5 separate regions of the Mus musculus genome follow, and regions 1, 2, 3 and 4 are each linked to region 5. The links are chromatin contacts, called in public Hi-C and promoter capture Hi-C maps. All regions are on one chromosome and are shown on one strand. Each heading gives the region's core, a stretch centred on a gene start, on an enhancer-like site or on the middle of the called end of the contact. The rest is flanking DNA. Distances are from core to core; before and after follow the strand shown. Region 1 holds the start of Dcaf4 (DDB1 and CUL4 associated factor 4). Region 2 holds the start of Rad51b (RAD51 paralog B). Region 3 holds the start of Zfyve1 (zinc finger, FYVE domain containing 1). Region 4 holds the start of Rdh11 (retinol dehydrogenase 11). Region 5 holds the start of Cox16 (cytochrome c oxidase assembly protein 16).

Region 1 (3,182 bases), core at 576-3,075, 2.0 Mb after region 5:
AGTAGCCAGTGCTCTTAAATACTGAGCCAACTCTCCAAGACCTGGATGCAAGCTTTGGTTTTCGTTTTTGTTTTGGTTTATTTATTTATTTATTTATTTTTGGAGACAGGGTTTCTCTGTACAGCCCTATAGCCCTGGCTGTCCTGGAACTCACTTTGTAGACCAGGCTGGCCTTGAACTCAGAAATCCACCTGCCTCTGCCTTCCAAGTGCTGTTTTGTTTTTCATTTTATTTTGAATTGGTGGTGGTGGTGGTGGTGGTGGTGTGTGTGTGTGGCTTCCTTTCACCTCTGGATATTATACACTATCTAGACACCGAGTTAAATTTGTAACTCTGGCTGCTTAGTCACTGGAAGCCATAAGCCAAGCACCTGATTTGGGGTCATACATAGCCTTTACTCTTCAGGACTTCCTTTTTCAGCATTACTTTCTACCCTCACTTTACCTGAGAGAAAACAGAGTCGGGCCATGCCGCTTGACTTGCTTCTGACCATGGTTCCTTTGTGAAGTGAGTGTATATTACAGGTTTCCAAGGCAAAACTGGTGTCCACCCAGTTCCCATGGTGGGAATTCAGTGAATCCTGTCAATGGGGTCAGTCAGCTGCCTGTTTGCCAATCCTTCACAAGCCTCCCATGGCCGCCTCCTCCTCCCCCCTCCTCCTCAGTCCTCCAGGGTCCTCAAGGCTTCAGTTTACAAATCCTGCCTTCCTCCTCCCAGAATTCAGGTCAGAGATTCTCCTATTGTTATGTCTCCCATCTGCCCACAGCTTTACCCAACAAGGCTCCAGTCTCTGAGGTCCCATGGTTTTCCATGCCTCTGAGGCTGTTCTCCAGCCTCAACCACTTTGCTAAAGATTCCAAGGTCCTCACAGCCAGTCCAACCAGTAGCTGAAACAGGCTTCCAGCCACATCTTCTTTGAAGTCTGCTTTGTCCTTTTCTGGCAGTTCAAGCTCCGGGAAGCAGTAGTGCTCACTTCTCTCGTTTCCCTCAGAACCTAGCACTCTGCATATCCCTGCACACGTCTGTAAACTTGCTACAGGCTGAAGTGTTTTCATAGGCCCACATCTATGATCACTAATAGCTAGCTTCTAGCGGTCCAGCATCAGGAGCCTGGGCGAGCACCGCACACAATGAATCTCAGGAAGGGATTCTGTTCTCCAAATGCAATTAAGATCAAGGCTGTTGGTGGTCCCCACTTAGCCTGACCTATTTGAACCCATTCTGCTCTCACTACTATCACTTCTGACCTGTTACAAACTCCGTCTTCTTTGCAGTGGTACTCTGGGGTGGTTTTCTGACCAAGGCACACGTGTACCATTCTAGAAATATTACCTGTACAAACTTTGGGCTGGAGATCATTGACAATATTTGTTCAACTTTCTTGTTACAGTGGAAGAAATTAAGGCCCAGAGAAGTGATAAGCACACCTTAGGTCACATAGCAAGGAGGAAACAACCTGACCTAGATTCAAGGAGCCTCCCGGCACCGGCAACTGCGTCCCAAAGTCTTTTTCGCTTTCCTCCTCAGAGTCTCCTTTGCTCTTTCCACAAAACAATCATCTTCCCTCTCTCACATATCAGTGTTAACTCGGGCCTGTGTACCAGCTCCAAGCCGAGAGAAATTTCTCGGGATATGATCCGCAGTAAGAAGGAAGACTCACTGTCAAGAGAGTACCAGGGACTCTGAGGAGGCGGTAGCAATCTCTAGCCCCGCCCCAAAGCGCATCAGACCCCGCCCCTAAGCGTGCCAAGCCCGGGCACGCTCGACCAGGACAAGGCGGAAATCCTAAGTCCCGCCCTCCGTAAAGACCGCCCCTACTGACATGGACAGGCAGAAGCCTAATTCAATGAGAAGAAAGAACCGGCCGCTTTAGTCCTATGGGGTGCGACAACACAACATGAGGGTCTTTCCGGATCTTTGCACGCCCCTGGGTGCTCCAGCCCAGAAGTGTCGTAGCTGAGAGGACCATCTGTGCAGGTAAGGCTGTTCCCATGCGTGGCGTGCATCTGGGCGCCGACGGAGGGTGCCGCTGTACCCACGCAGAGGACAGAGAAGGCAAGGCTGAAGGCAGGAGGAGTGAGCGTGCCATACAAGGCCGGAGTGGGCGTGGGCCAGGACCTGGCGAGTCCTGCGGCGTCCCCAGGATCCCCTTGCAGAGTCCAGCCTGCAGTAGACCTCTGCCTCTGTTGAAATTTGGGCTGTGAAGAAACACGAGGCCAGGAGGCCAATAGTACTTTATGGTATAAATTTTGGAAGTTTATGTTTTTGGTTTTTTTGTTTTTTGGTTTTTCGAGGCAGGGTTTCTCTGTGTAGCCGTGGCTGTCCTGGAACTCACTCTGTAGACCAGGCTGCTGGCCTTGAACTCAGAAATCCGCCTTCTGCCTCCCAAGTGCTGGGATTTTGCTTTTTTTTTTTTTAAAGGCTTCTTTTATGTATGTGGATATTTGGCGTGCATACATGAGTGTACTTCGAACAAGCCTGGTGTTCAGGGAGGCCAGAAGAGATCAGTGAGATCTCCTCCAGCTGGATGATCGTGAGCCGCCCTGCGGGGTGCTAGGATTTGAACCTGGGTCCTCAGCTTTCTTAACCACTAAGACATCTACACACACACACCTTTTAAAAGAGCTTTTATTTTTAATTGTGTATGTGGGTGTGTGTGCTTACATGTGTCTGTGGAAGATCCAAGAGACCCAAATGTGTCAAACTCCTGAAACTGTAATTTGAGACGTTGTGAGCTCCTGAACTCTGAAGAACAGCAAGTGCTCTTAACTGCTGAGCTATCTCTCCAACCCTAGCGGTATCTTTATAAGACACAGAAAGAGAGGTTACGTGGTGGCTTGCCTGAGGTTGTGTGCAGGCTGGTATTTGGAAAAGTTAGGAAGCCCAGATGTGGACCAGCCTCCATTCCCTGCCACAGTAAGATGGGTGTTAGTGAGAAACGAAGCCTTTCCACACCAGTTCTAGTGACTTTGGGGAGCGCCACAACTCCCTCCACCTTGGATGACCAGACACAGCCTTGTGTGTGGAGCAAGGCAGTAAGAAGAAAAACATAAAACAAAACAACTAACAACTCCAAGTCAGCTACTCGGAGAAGACAAAAATCCCACGACCTGGAAATCCAGTTGTCGATAACAGTGGAAAGTAATCGAGGTGGTGTCTTTTGGCTGATGGAGCCTACAAGT
Region 2 (3,211 bases), core at 415-2,914, 2.2 Mb before region 5:
TCAAAAAGTTCCTCCTCTGTAGCGGTTTCCTCTTTCCCAAATGGGTAACTCATTTTCCCAGCACAGAGTGCAGGTAGATAGAAAATAGAGGCGTTACGCGAAATACATTCTCAATTTTCTCATCCGTGAAGTACCCCCTAGAAACACCACACGAGCTGAGAAGAAACGAAACTTTAGATGAACCACCAGCTGCTGGCCCGAAAAGAAACGGCAGAACTTACTTTTCTAATGACTGTTTTGGGTTTAATTTGACCTGTTACTATCTCTTTTTGAGAGCCGTCTCTTTCTCTAAGGGGTGTACCTCATCTTCTACCGCAGACCTCACATATAACAATCTTAATATTTTTGCTAGCCTGGGGTGCAGACACATACATTTACTTCCGCATTCCCTCCTGAACATTTTGTCAGGCTACAAATCTCTAGGTTGGTGGATGCCTTGGTAAGGATGAAAACTCCCTTGGTTAGAGCCTTCTGTTAAGACAGAGGCTAAAGATTAGGGGATCAATCTGGGACTGAACTGTGGAGCCGGGAGGCTGGGGGACAGGGATGCTCCCCCTAGCGGGGTCGTGGACAGCACCCTCGCAATCTTCCCTGCGCCTTACACTCACCTGCTCCGGGAGTCGAATGCATTTTCCCGTCCAGAGCAGCCATGTTTGATCCCGGTCAGGTGACAAGTCCCATTGCGAAGAGTGGTGGAACGGGCGGCGATGACGAAAGAGAGCGCCACTCTTATTGGCTCAGGAGAAGCAAGATGCAAATCAAGTGCCGTGTTTGTTTGAATCACGTGATGCCACCTGATTGCTACGGGGACTCTAAGGAAGAGTTAGATCCGCTAGCTACAGGACTGAGGACTCTCCCTAATTATGATTGCTCCTTCTCGCAACATCCACAGTTATTCATTTCGGGGGAGCTGGGGCCAGGAATATCTGTGTTCCACGCTCCGTACCCGCCACTGTTTTGTTTTGTTTTTGATGTCAACATTTTCTCCGTGCCAACCAGTGATAGATGATAGGTTAGCCACAGGAATTCTGGATCTTCCTGTATCATTATTCTATCTAATTCTATCGTGTGTATATCATATATAATTATATATCCATCGAAAGACTGAGGTCGGTACAAAGGAGTTGCAAACGAAAACAAAGAGTGAGCAAAGGCTTTTCACAAATCATGTAATCAAGTCAGTTCTTAAGTTTATTAGTTTTTCTTAACGCAGCTGTTTTAAATACGAAACCTACTTGACTTCTTTTATTTTTTCAACTAAACTGAGTGGTTCTTTTTCAATGTATTTTAGTTTGAGACGCTTTAGTTAGTATTTCCCGGACATTTTCACCATCTAAATGTGTTGAACAGTGCAAAGGAAACACAAAACTCTCATCCCAAAACGGGAATAGGGCATATTGCCCACCCTTTTTCCAACCCCTCAGCCCCCCAAAAGAACCTTCTCTGGCCCAGGAAATAACTTTAAAATGCGATTCACTGAGGAAAAGAATTTCCAGTCAGGGTTTTCCCTCCTCTACATTCGTCTTGAAAGGTTCCGCTCCTCGATTTAAGCAATCACTACAAAGGAAAAATTTAATTAGATTAACCTTCGAGACTGAACTACAATTCCCAAAATACAGCTGGGCTAACCCGAGATTTTCCTGCTTCTGATTGGATAAGTCGCCAGAGTACCAACCAACCAGAGCCCCAGATGTTGCTGCTCGCACTTTTCGCGGGTAATTGTGTGAGGGTGGGGGAAACTTTGAAAGTTCCACGCTGCTGACCTGGTACTGGAGTTTTCTGAGGGGGCAGTTGTGGGGAGGAAGGTGTGTTCATTATCTTGTGCTCCCTCTTGGAGCCTGTGGCTGTTGATACCGGGGTCGCGGAGAGTCCTGCGTGTTGAGCACGTACTCTGTAACGGGGCTCGTCCCTGGAACCCGGACGGGGTCCTGGAGCTTCCGACTTCCTCTAGGGAGGCGAGTGATGCTTGTAAGGTGCTCTGTTTTATTAGGAAGTTTTGCGTCAGGTTTTCTAACTCTTGATACTTCTTCCTCCGCTCTTGGGCAAATTAGGCATCCGGGCAAGTTTAGGGACTGTCAAACTTGTGGTGTTAAGAGCGCGGAATCTGGAGTCAGATCTCTGGATTCGAATGTTGGCTCGATCCCTTGGCTAGTTCGTGTGTTTATTAAAAACATCCGAAGCATTTAAAACTAGTGTCTGGCGCATAATAATGGCCCAATAAATAAATTAACCCCTCAGCCTCCTCAAAATAGCTGGGTTTTGTTGCTTCACTATTTTTATTGAGCGCCTAACAGAAATTCAGTCTGAGATGCTGTCTCCTCTGTCTCGTACGCGCTTACGCACACATCAGGAAGAAAGAAAAGCATACACTATAATAACGCACAGATCAGATTAAGGAAGAAATAAGTGCAAAGTGTGGAGATAGCACTCGAGAGGAAGTGACTGGTTGGCGAAGGGTTTGTGTGGAGAAATATGTGTTTGAGTAACCTAACCTAACGTTGTGGATAGTCACGTTAGAAGAATCACATGTCTATAATGAGTGCCTACCTTGAGCGTTATGCACCAGCTCTGGAGTAGAAATTAGAATCACCGTTGTTTTACACATGAGGACAACTTTGCTCGAAAGACAAGAGCTAAGTAAGAGATGCCCTTTTCAAGTTGAAAAAAAATATGATTGATCATAAAAGTTTGGAAGTTGTCATATGATGGTCCCATGAAGCATTTTAAGCAATGAAACTAACTTTTAAGGGAACTACTTTTAGTAGGATTGTGACATGCAACCTAATTTTTTTCAGACCAATTCGAGACTTCTCCCTGTCTATCTCAGTAGCACGTGCACATAGCAACTACAATACCTGTCACATAAATGTAGTTACTTGAATATATGTCTCTTCATTCTTCAATTGTAAGTATGCAAAAGGGAGGACATAAGCTTAGCATAGCATGTGCTTAATATTGGTGAAAGAAACAAATGAATAGAGAATGTTATATTTGGAGAGTTTATATTATATTTGGGAGAGTAGGGAAAAAACTTGAAGCCATAAGCAGAATCGAGGGCAAGTAGTGAGAGTGGTACTGTTAAATCAGAGTGATTATTGCTAAGGTCTTTGTAATTTGGGGTTGTAGGTGTTTTTTGTTTTTGTTGTTTGAGGGTCTGAATTTATTCGTTATATGATGTTATTGCCTGGAACTACCTTATCTGAGAAGCAGT
Region 3 (3,165 bases), core at 666-3,165, 2.1 Mb after region 5:
ATGTTTCAAGGGCTACCTAGAGCAGAAAAAGAAGATTTTACTCATCTGGGGAAAAAAACCAGAAGTGTACCTTAAACTGAGCAAACAAAAAGGAGCACCTAATTGCTAGGCCAAACCCAGAGAGAACCCTCATTCTTGCTTATAAAACTTACAGTGGCTTCTTCTAGGACTAGAAATGTCATCTCAAAATCATGGCTAAGGATCTCCCTTCTGAAATCAACTGCCATGCTGGGTATGGTGGTAAATCCTAGCACTCAAAAGGCTGAAGCCTGCCAGCCTGGTCTACAGAGTGAGTTCCAGGACAACCAGGACTACACAGAGAAACCCTGTCTCGAAAAACCAAAAAAAGAAAAAAGAAAGAAAAAAAAAAAAAAAAAAAAAGGCTGAAGCCTGGCTACTAAACTAACTACAAAAACCAGCCTAGAGGCTCCTGCACAAGGGAGGCAGAGGCAGGTGGATCTCTGTGAGTTCCAGGCCAGCCAGGGCTACACAGAGAAGCCCTGTCTCAAATATGTGTAACAACAAAACACTTCTAGACCCAGAGCTTCTTAAAGATTTTGCTGGTTTGTTGGTAAAATGCTCTTCTCATTTCATTAAGCTCTGATTCAAAATCACTAAACAGACAGCTTTTAGGAGGCTAAGCCCTCTGCACCTGCTCCTTATATATGAGAAATGGAAAAGGAGGTCTGTAAAAAGCTAAGAAAAATATTGTAACAATAAATTCACACCACCCTCAAAGACCTCTACAAACCCAATTATCCTTATAAAATGGACTCTCTCAGCTCTAGTCGAGCAAAGGTCTAGTAAGGACTCTAAAATTGACAACAATAGTCCCAACTTCATTTTCAAAAACAGTAAGACAACTACTGAGCTTCCTCCTGTGCCTCCTCTCTACAGAGGAAGAGAACCGGCAGCAACAGGAGGCAGAATTCCAGCACTTAGGCGCACAGTAGAGCCAGGCCCTACAGTGAGTCAAAACAACTCATTTTCTCTTGTCACTCAAACACTTAAAACAAAACAAACCAAGTCAAAAACTTGGGAAGACAGGAAAGGGGGTTTTGGGTCACTAACGTAACTACACTCCTAATTCTCCCTACCTTTGCCTCCTATTCCAAGAGCACAACCAAGTGTAAAGTCCTCCTTTCAGATATTCACTCCTCCCTTTCAGTAGCCAATCTATCCATCTGATCTTCAGATAAACAAGGCAAGGGAGTAACCAGGGGACCTTATTTTCACCTTAACCTCAGACGTGTCCAGTCAGCTCCCAAAAGGGAAACAAAAATCAAAACTTGTCACTACTAAGAAAAACAGAAAACCAACCTTCAAAAGAACAGCTGACCCTCACCACCACCAGGCCAAGCAAACAATATGCCACTCGGAGCAAACCCCCCCCCCCCAAACCTCGACGCCTCTCTCCAATCCAGGGTCCCTCACCCACCTTGCTCCCGGACACCACCACCACAACCCAAGGGGTGGCAGCGGAGACGAAGAACAAAGAAGGCCCCCCAAATTTCACACAAACCCGCACATCCCGGAGCCGAATCCATTGTTTATGCCACCCCACCCCCACTCGAGCCGCACCCGTCCCCCCTTCCTCCTAGGAGCGACTGGAGGGAGCCCCGGGACCAGCACTCGCCCGGGGCTGGGCCAAGGCGCCCCCGCCCTCTCCGCCGCGGCCCACAGAGCCCACCCGGAGCAGTTCGGCCAAGGCAAGGCGGTGTGGGGGACGCGGATTGCCGACAGGACCCGGGCTGCTCTAGGGCCCCGGCGGATCCATCCTCAGCTCCATCTCCGCCCCCTCCTCCTCTGCTGCCTCCCAGGCTTCCTCCTCTCTTGTTGTCAGTTGGAATCAGCTGATCAGAGTGAACTTCTCCCAGCTCAGACCAACAGGAAGGCATGAACAGCGCAGCCCAGCTAGGGAGGAGCGGCCAGGGGCGGAGCGCGACGACGGGGAGCGGGAAGGGCGCTTGCGGCCTTTTGGGAGTTGTAGTTTTGGGGGGATTGTCGTTCTGCCCTACAGCCCTGAAATACAAGCTCCACATGACTACAATTCCCGATGGAAGCATCGTCGTTGCGAATAGGCGGGACAGACAAGCCTGAAAGCATTTCGGGACTTAGAGTCTCGGCCGGGGCTGAGGTTTTTGCAGGTTGCAGCGACTAGTTTAGGGCAGTGGCCCGGGAAGGAGTATTGTAAATTAAACAAAAGATATGATGTTCTATATAACCAGGAAATGGCACGGCACATTATTATTGTACATCTTTCCTTCAGAAATGCTCAAAGTGGAAAAATACCAGTAAACATTGAGAGGATATTACTATGCTTGAGGCTGTTTTGTTTTCCCTTCAAAGTTAATCAACTGTTAATTTTGTTCCAGCCTTATTCCTTTTCTGCCTTTTTCCATACATAGACATCATAACTTCTAATTTTTATATTGTGCAGAATAGTTACAGTACACACTCCAATAAAATTTAAGATAACAGTGTCTGTAATACTATTGTCTGATTTTTTTAATAATAGCTTTATATTTGTTTAGTACTTTCACTTTTTTCTCATTTATTTCTTGAGACAATATTGAGAGAAAATACAATGCATGGAAAAGATACTGGTCTGTAATGCCTAGGAAAACTAACTACATAGGTTGGTAGGGTAAATCACTCAGTCCTTCCATAAAATAAAGGAATTTTGCTGTGTAATTTCTGATGGCTCTGCCAATCTTAACATATGATTTTTATCTTGATAATGGTTAACCTGAGAGAGAAAACTAAGGTTAGGTTACTTGCCAAGGTACACAGCAAATTATTGACAACACTGGATAAGACCTCATCTTCTGATTCAAGAGGACACTCATAGATCTCAGGACATAATTAGATCAATAGTTAAGCCAAATCTACAAAATAGTGAATGAGCTATGTATACGGATTATATTGCTGAAAATTAACTCTTCATGACACAGAGCCAACAGCGGCAAACCTGGATGAACTTTTTATTTTTTTACCTGTACCACATCACCAACCAGGATAATAAGAACTAAGCCATCTACAATCACATTAAAAAGTGTTTACCAGAAATAAGATGGTGTATGGAGAAGAAGGGATTTTATAAAAGTTAAGCTAACAAGTTTTAAATAAGCCTGAGGTTGGTTGGCATGACAAAGGTTTTATCCC
Region 4 (2,925 bases), core at 215-2,714, 2.3 Mb before region 5:
CACTAAACTTGTTATCTGCAAGCAGCCACTACTTAAGACAAACTAACTTGTGGTACCCAAAGGAACCTCTCTCTCCTCAGCGATCAAGGCCCCTGGCTCTGTGTCTCACGTCCCTTCAGACTGAACTTCAACACTGACAAATCCTGGGGACCAGGAATTGGCTCTTCCTCCTTCCTCTGTCATCATCGAAAACAAGAAATCAACTTTGAAAGCGCAGCTCTGGCCCCACTCTCCCATGCTGGCTCCAACGGGGATAGTAGAGTCCTTAGAGTGCTCGCTTCTAAGACACATTTCACTGGATGTAGCTCCGGTTCATGTTTTGTTGAGATTCTATATGGATATGAAGATCTTGTGGTAAAAAGAAACCCAAGTTTTTACCTGAGTACAAGGCCCATGTGTGCCTACTTATGGGAGCTGTAAGTATTCAGAGAGGAGAGGGGAAAAATGAAAGTAGCCACCAGAGAGAGAAGAAAAAGCAAAAAGAGTGGGAAGTAGGTCTTGGAAGAAAAAATGTTGGTCATGGTAAGAAATGACAGAAGGATGGCACAGCCTCAGCTCCAATAGGAACTATGGCCACGCCCAGAAAGAAGGTGGCGTTTATTACTGGTCCACCGTCACTCCTGGTGACTTACTCAGAACCAATCAGTGGACTGCCCCTTGTGGTAGCCTGCCGCTGATTCTCAGGTGATTACACACACCTCCAGGTTTGGGCTGACCTGACACTTAATTAAGAAACCATCCTTTGACCACGTGGTTCTTCTCCTGGCTCCTAGTAATCTAATTAGGGCAAACAAGCACGTGTTCCTACTCCGAAGGACAATGAATCTTCCCCTTCAGTTGTCACAAACACCTAAACAAGTGAATAACGGCAACAAGGAAGCATGCCCCAGATAACATTGGCATCGGGTTCAGAGAGCAAAAAGTGCAACCCTCCTGTAGTACCTCAAGGGCTGGAGACAAATAGTTAGACAAAGGCTGGTTCAAAGCTTGGGAGTGGAGAAAACAGTTAGAATCTAAAGCCCGCCATACTCAGCGGCTTCCCGAAGCTAGAGAGCAAATAGTGCTAGAGGAAATAAGGTAGGCCAGAAAGAGCAATACAGGATGATGGAGACCTGGAGCGCTTTTACGACCACCTGGGGTCTGACGTCTGGCCGTGCCCACATCCAGGGCACCAGGATCTCGCCTACAGTCCAGTAAACTCCAGATCTTTGCTACCTTAAAGGGCTTCTCAGTCCTTTCCTAGTCTTTCTTTACGGGGGCTAGGGAGAGGGCTTCAGTAGGGATTTTTTATCTTCTCTAAAAGACCTGGCAAGAAAAAGCAACATTCGCACAGACCTGATTTTTGGCGTGACCAAGTACAGGATGAAGGGAAGAGAGAGCAGAAGCAGGAATCCGAACATCTCAGCACCACCGAAGCGCAGTTGAAGTTGATGCTCTAAAGAGGACAGCGGGACTTATGGCTTCTGATCCTAGACACACCCCGGTTCAACTGCAACCGCCAGGGAGCAAAGCCCTCTGGGAAATGTAGTCCTGGATTTGGCGGCCGCCTGGCGGTGATACATTCAGAGTATACTTCCAAGCACTATGAAAAGTTGAATAACACAACCGTGGAGCAATGGTCTTCAGTGGTCCAGGGCCTAGGCCTGTGGGATCGTTGAGCCAGCCCTTCTACCACTCCTCTGGCCACTAATTGACTCTTTGGAAGTCTCGCGGGTTTGCTATCTCCTGGAGCCCAAGTCCAGTGTTTGGTTCAATTTTCCCCAATCATTATTAGGAAATTACATTTTGTCTGGGAGACAGCGTCTGGAAAGTATTCTGAGGTTAATTACAAAGGGCAGGAGCCGTTAGTCGGACAGTTGGTGTGGCGGAAGATGTCCTTCCTCAGAGATGACCTTTGCCCTATGGGGCAAAGCAAGTTAAGACCTCCTAGAGAGTCACGGTTGTGTGTACTTCGATCTATGATAGTATCCTTCATAATTTCCCAAGCCCTTGGTTGTTATTTGATAATAAAATAGTTTCTTGGATGACTATATCATGTATTACTCTTCAAGGAAACAATGCATTTCTCAGATTGGCACAGTTGGTTTTATCACTTTGTCAAAGAGTTTAATCCCGTCTTGAACTAAGGCCAGGAACATTTCTTTGGGAAAAGGCAAACTCCCTGTTCAAACTTTTCTTTCCTTTGAGGTGTACCTCATGGGGATAAACATGAGTTATCATGTTTAACAAGTTTTAAAAGTCATTGTCTGTGGTTTCCCACCTTCACTATTCAGTTTCTGGTTCATTTGCATAATTAATTTCCATTCATTGGAAGATACCTGTTCCACAGTCAAGTTGGAGCCATATACTGTATAGCACCTGGGAAGAAGACATATTCTTACAGATTTAGTATTGGATTATCTAGTAATCATCAGCATTTAACGCTTTCTTAGTGTCTAGTATGTAGAGAGCAGCTCACAGCTCAAAGAAAAAAGTCTTTTACGTATTCTGTTTCTTATTCATTTTATACATGTTTAACAGTATTTCTACAATAAACTGGTGTAGTCTCTGAGAGGTGACACAGACAGCTGTGAAGTACTGCTTCAGGAGTTGTCAAAGCTGCAGCTTTCTCCTTCCTGCTTCAACCTTCAGCCTTCTTGAGACAACTCTTTGGGGATCAGTGAGAAAGAAAAGAGAGAGGGGGTGGTGGGGAAGAATTATAAACACACACACATACATTCACACATGTGACAGATAGAGCAAGGCTCCAACCATTTTTCATACATACATACATACAGACAGACAGACAGACAGACAGATATATACTTACTTATATACATATACACATATACATATACATATACAGACAGACAGACATATATTTATATACACATTCACATACACATATACATATACATACAGGCAGGCCCACACCCAGATAACTTT
Region 5 (3,419 bases), core at 505-3,004:
CTAGGTAAACAGCAGCCACAATAAAAATTTGTATTTAACAATTATACATATAAAATATTCTTAGCTACTTTTAAAAAAAATGCTATTTGGGATACATAAGACTAAATCAAAATGGCTGCTTTTATACATACATATAATATATAATTTTATATATATACACACATATATATAATTAACATGTAACAATTTTAATTTTTAAAAGTCATAAAACTGAAAGGGAGAAAGGAATCACAGGAGAAGTTGGCGGGGGAGAGGTAGGGATGAAAAGGGTGTAAACACAGTGCTTATCTATTAAATCTATATAGTAATTTTAAATAAAAAAGAATGCTATTTTGCACACATGTATGTGCATAAAGCAAACAGAAATGAACGACTAGCTAGCTGTGTGTGTGTGTGCACGCGCGCGCGCGCGCGCGCGTGTGTGTGTGTGTGTGTGCGCGCGCGCGCGTTATAAAACAGAAGAGGAGAAACCCAGAACTCAGAGGAGGATTTCTCAAATTGGGCATAGAAAGTGCTCTTTGCTTAACTTCTGGAAGGGCATCTGTAAAATAAATTAGGCTTAAGAGTTTTTTCTAGACAGAGTTCCAGAGTGTGCCTTCATAAGACTGATAGGACCATTTAAAAACTGACCAAGAAAGGAATTTCCATTTGTAAAGGAGCCTCTTTCCTGCTGGGTAGCCCCGAAAATAGGGCAGGGTGCTAAGTCTACATAGAAAGCCTAGCCCTGAGATTTTTTTTTTCTTTCCATAACATCTTGACTTTTATAATTTTGAAAGAAAATCAAATTGACTCCCATAGTGATAAATGGTAAGTCAGTAGCAACATCCGTGATTTTGAACGGCAGAGGAACTTGCAGAAATAAAAAAATTTATATATGCCTTGTAAATTGCTGTCATTTTATAAAAACGAACGCTTACCCCAAAACTCTTAAAGCAGATTGCAGAGTTCCCTAATTATCAAAACAAGATCCAGACACATCAAAGACGACTTAAAAAAACATATTACGTTTCTAAAATCAACCTTTCTTTTAGCAGTGCTTAAATACAAAAGGCACTTCACACGTGCCAAGAACCACACCAAGAAAAATGTCTTGTATTTTTAAAAGTTTTTGTTTATTTTCTTTTATATCGTAATATGCTAAAGCAAATTAACTTAACAATGATCAAACAACAAATTATGAACATAATTACTACAAATGAATGTAATTATTAAAGAAGACATTTGATTAGTCTTCTTGCAAAATCTCAACATTTAACCCAGGAAAGGTACTGTAAAACGGGGATAGTAACACGCGCGTTCACGAAGGGAAAGGAAACGGGGGGTGGGGGATGGCGGGACCCGAGGTACACTTTTGAGCGTGAACTTAAAAACAAAAACAAAAACCTCAAAGCTCCGGTGGCTCCCACAGACCCCCTAGTCAGCAGTATCCGAAAGACAGCACCAATACGCCACTCAGCCAAAGAGGGCCCGCCCCTTCCGGACTCGCAGCCCCTGCTCCCGTCACAGCCGCTCACCAACATGGGAACTCCATAGCGTAGAGTCTTGTTCTTACGCAGAGCTCGCAACACAGCGGGCGCAATCATGGCAGAAGGTGCGGCCTGCTTAGTCAGCCGCTTCCAGAGCGAGCCCAGCGCGGCCCGCAACACGTCTCAGGCGAAGTTGTAGACTCAGCGCAGGCTTTGGGTGCCAGGTCCACGCCTGATAAGCCTCCCCGAGGCAAACGGAAACGATTGGCCTTAACGCACTTCTGCTTCCTCCCTCCCCCGGAAGTCGAGGCTTCTGAGCTCTGGTTCCGTGACCTCAGGATACGCCGGGTGCAATTGGGTTTTTCGATTTGGAAAATCTGTAATTCGCATATTCTGGATCTTGACTTCTGCGACTCAAGAAACTCAGATAAAGGGCGGGGTTGGTTTTTAAGCTAATGCACAAGTAGCACCAGGTTAATGAACACATTTTAAGTCGTGGCTCATCAGTTGTAACTGAACTTTTTAAAATTTTTTATTATTTTATTTATTTACAATTCAAATGCTATCCCCCGTCCCGGTTTCTGCTCCGCAAACCCTCTATCCTACTCCTTACTCTCTGCTTCTTTGAGGGTGCTCCCCCACCGACTCCCACCTCACTGCCCTAGCATTCTCCTACACTGGAGCATCAGGCCTTCAGAGGACCAAGGGCCTCTCCTCCAATGGATACCAGATAAAGCCATCCTCTGCTACAAATGCACCTGGAGCCATAGGTCCCTCCACGCATACTCTTTGGTTGGTGGTTTAGTCCCTGGGAGCTCTGGGGAATCTGATTGGTTGTTCTACCTATGGGGTTGCAAATCCCTTCAGTTCCTTCAAGTCCTTCCCCAACTCCTCTATTGGGGTCCCTGTTCTCAGTCCGATGGTTGGATGTGAGCATCCACATCTGTATAGGTAAGGCTCTGACAGCCTCTCAGGAGACAGCTATATCAAGCTCCTTGCAACAAGCACTTCTTGGCATCGGCAATAGTGATGGCTGTATGGGTATTGATCAACAATAGGTTTGGTAGCTGCATATGGGATGGATCCCCAGGTAGGGCAGTCTCTGATGGCCTTTCCTTCAGTCTCTACTCCACTCTTTGTCCCTATATTTTCTTTAGACAAGAGCAATTTTGGATTAAAATTTTTGAGAAAAGTGGGTGGCCCCATCCCTCAACTGGGGGTCATGTCTAACCTCTGGATATGGTCTCTACAGGTTCTCCCTCCCCTTTGTTGGGTATTTCAGCTAATGTCATCCCCATTGGGTCCTGGGAACCTCTTGCTTTCCTGGTGTCTGGGACCTTCTGTTGGCTACCTCCTGTTCATCTCCCATTGCAACACACCTTTCTGTTCAGTTCCCTGATCCTGGCTCTGTACATCTCCCCTGTTTCTTCCCACCTGACCCTGCCCCCCCTTTTTTTCTTCTCCCCTTCCTTTATTCCTCCCAACCTTCCCACCCTCTATCTCCCATGATTATTTTGTTCCCTCTTCTAAGTAGGACTGAAGCATCACACTTTGGTCTTCCTTCTTCTTGAGCTTCATATGGTCTGTATAAGTTGTATCATGAATATTCCAAGCTTTTTTTCCTAATATCCACTTATCAGTGAGTGTATACCATGTGTGTTCTTTTGTGACTGGATTACCTCACTCAAGATGATATAGTCTAGGTTTTTTTTTTTTTTTTTTTTTTTGCCTGCGAATTTCATGAAGTCCTATACTTAATGAATGAACACTTGTTTTTCATTGTTTGTGTGCCTCTGGATGAGTCAAGAAACACAGAAACAAAAAAGAAGAAACAGGTCATCTAATAGGGACACAAACTAGAAAGTATGATAGTTTGGATGAACAAAACACCTGCCTTGTCTTTTCCAGGAAGAGACAGAGAAAACCTTTGCCTCTGCCTCTGTCTCTCTGATG

Evidence for each region. Promoter capture Hi-C pulls out the DNA fragments that hold promoters and counts their contacts. A called contact is a pair of places that touch in the nucleus more often than the background predicts.
Region 1: a promoter capture Hi-C map of pre-B cells shows a contact between it and region 5, with 5 times the contacts expected there. The contact joins the promoter of Dcaf4 here to the promoter of Cox16 in region 5. A contact is called at or near these places in 2 of 39 promoter capture datasets (liver and pre-B cells) and 1 of 9 other capture datasets (adipose tissue).
Region 2: a contact with region 5 is called in a promoter capture Hi-C map of pre-B cells, with 4 times the contacts expected there. The contact joins the promoter of Rad51b here to the promoter of Cox16 in region 5. A contact is called at or near these places in 2 of 39 promoter capture datasets (hippocampal neurons and pre-B cells).
Region 3: a contact with region 5 is called in a Hi-C map of B cells, with 5 read pairs. The contact joins the promoter of Zfyve1 here to the promoter of Cox16 in region 5.
Region 4: a promoter capture Hi-C map of pre-B cells shows a contact between it and region 5, with 2.7 times the contacts expected there. The contact joins the promoter of Rdh11 here to the promoter of Cox16 in region 5.

Annotation. Positions count from the first base shown.
Region 1 is chr12:83,518,641-83,521,822 of GRCm38.p6, forward strand. Dcaf4 (DDB1 and CUL4 associated factor 4) reads left to right here and starts at 1,826. Exons shown (of 14, transcript NM_030246.2): 1 at 1,826-1,977.
Region 2 is chr12:79,295,618-79,298,828 of GRCm38.p6, forward strand. It overlaps Rad51b (RAD51 paralog B), which reads left to right and starts at 1,665. Exons shown (of 11, transcript NM_009014.3): 1 at 1,665-1,715. It overlaps Zfyve26 (zinc finger, FYVE domain containing 26), which reads right to left and starts at 665. Exons shown (of 42, transcript NM_001008550.1): 1 at 609-665; 2 at 1-155. The coding sequence starts at 53.
Region 3 is chr12:83,595,307-83,598,471 of GRCm38.p6, forward strand. It overlaps Zfyve1 (zinc finger, FYVE domain containing 1), which reads right to left and starts at 1,916. Exons shown (of 12, transcript NM_183154.4): 1 at 1,691-1,916; 2 at 1-16.
Region 4 is chr12:79,190,391-79,193,315 of GRCm38.p6, forward strand. It overlaps Rdh11 (retinol dehydrogenase 11), which reads right to left and starts at 1,465. Exons shown (of 7, transcript NM_021557.6): 1 at 1,336-1,465. The coding sequence starts at 1,400.
Region 5 is chr12:81,483,383-81,486,801 of GRCm38.p6, forward strand. Cox16 (cytochrome c oxidase assembly protein 16) reads right to left here and starts at 1,755. Exons shown (of 4, transcript NM_001309809.2): 1 at 1,515-1,755. The coding sequence starts at 1,583. All of the region lies in intron 3 of Gm20498 (predicted gene 20498), which reads right to left.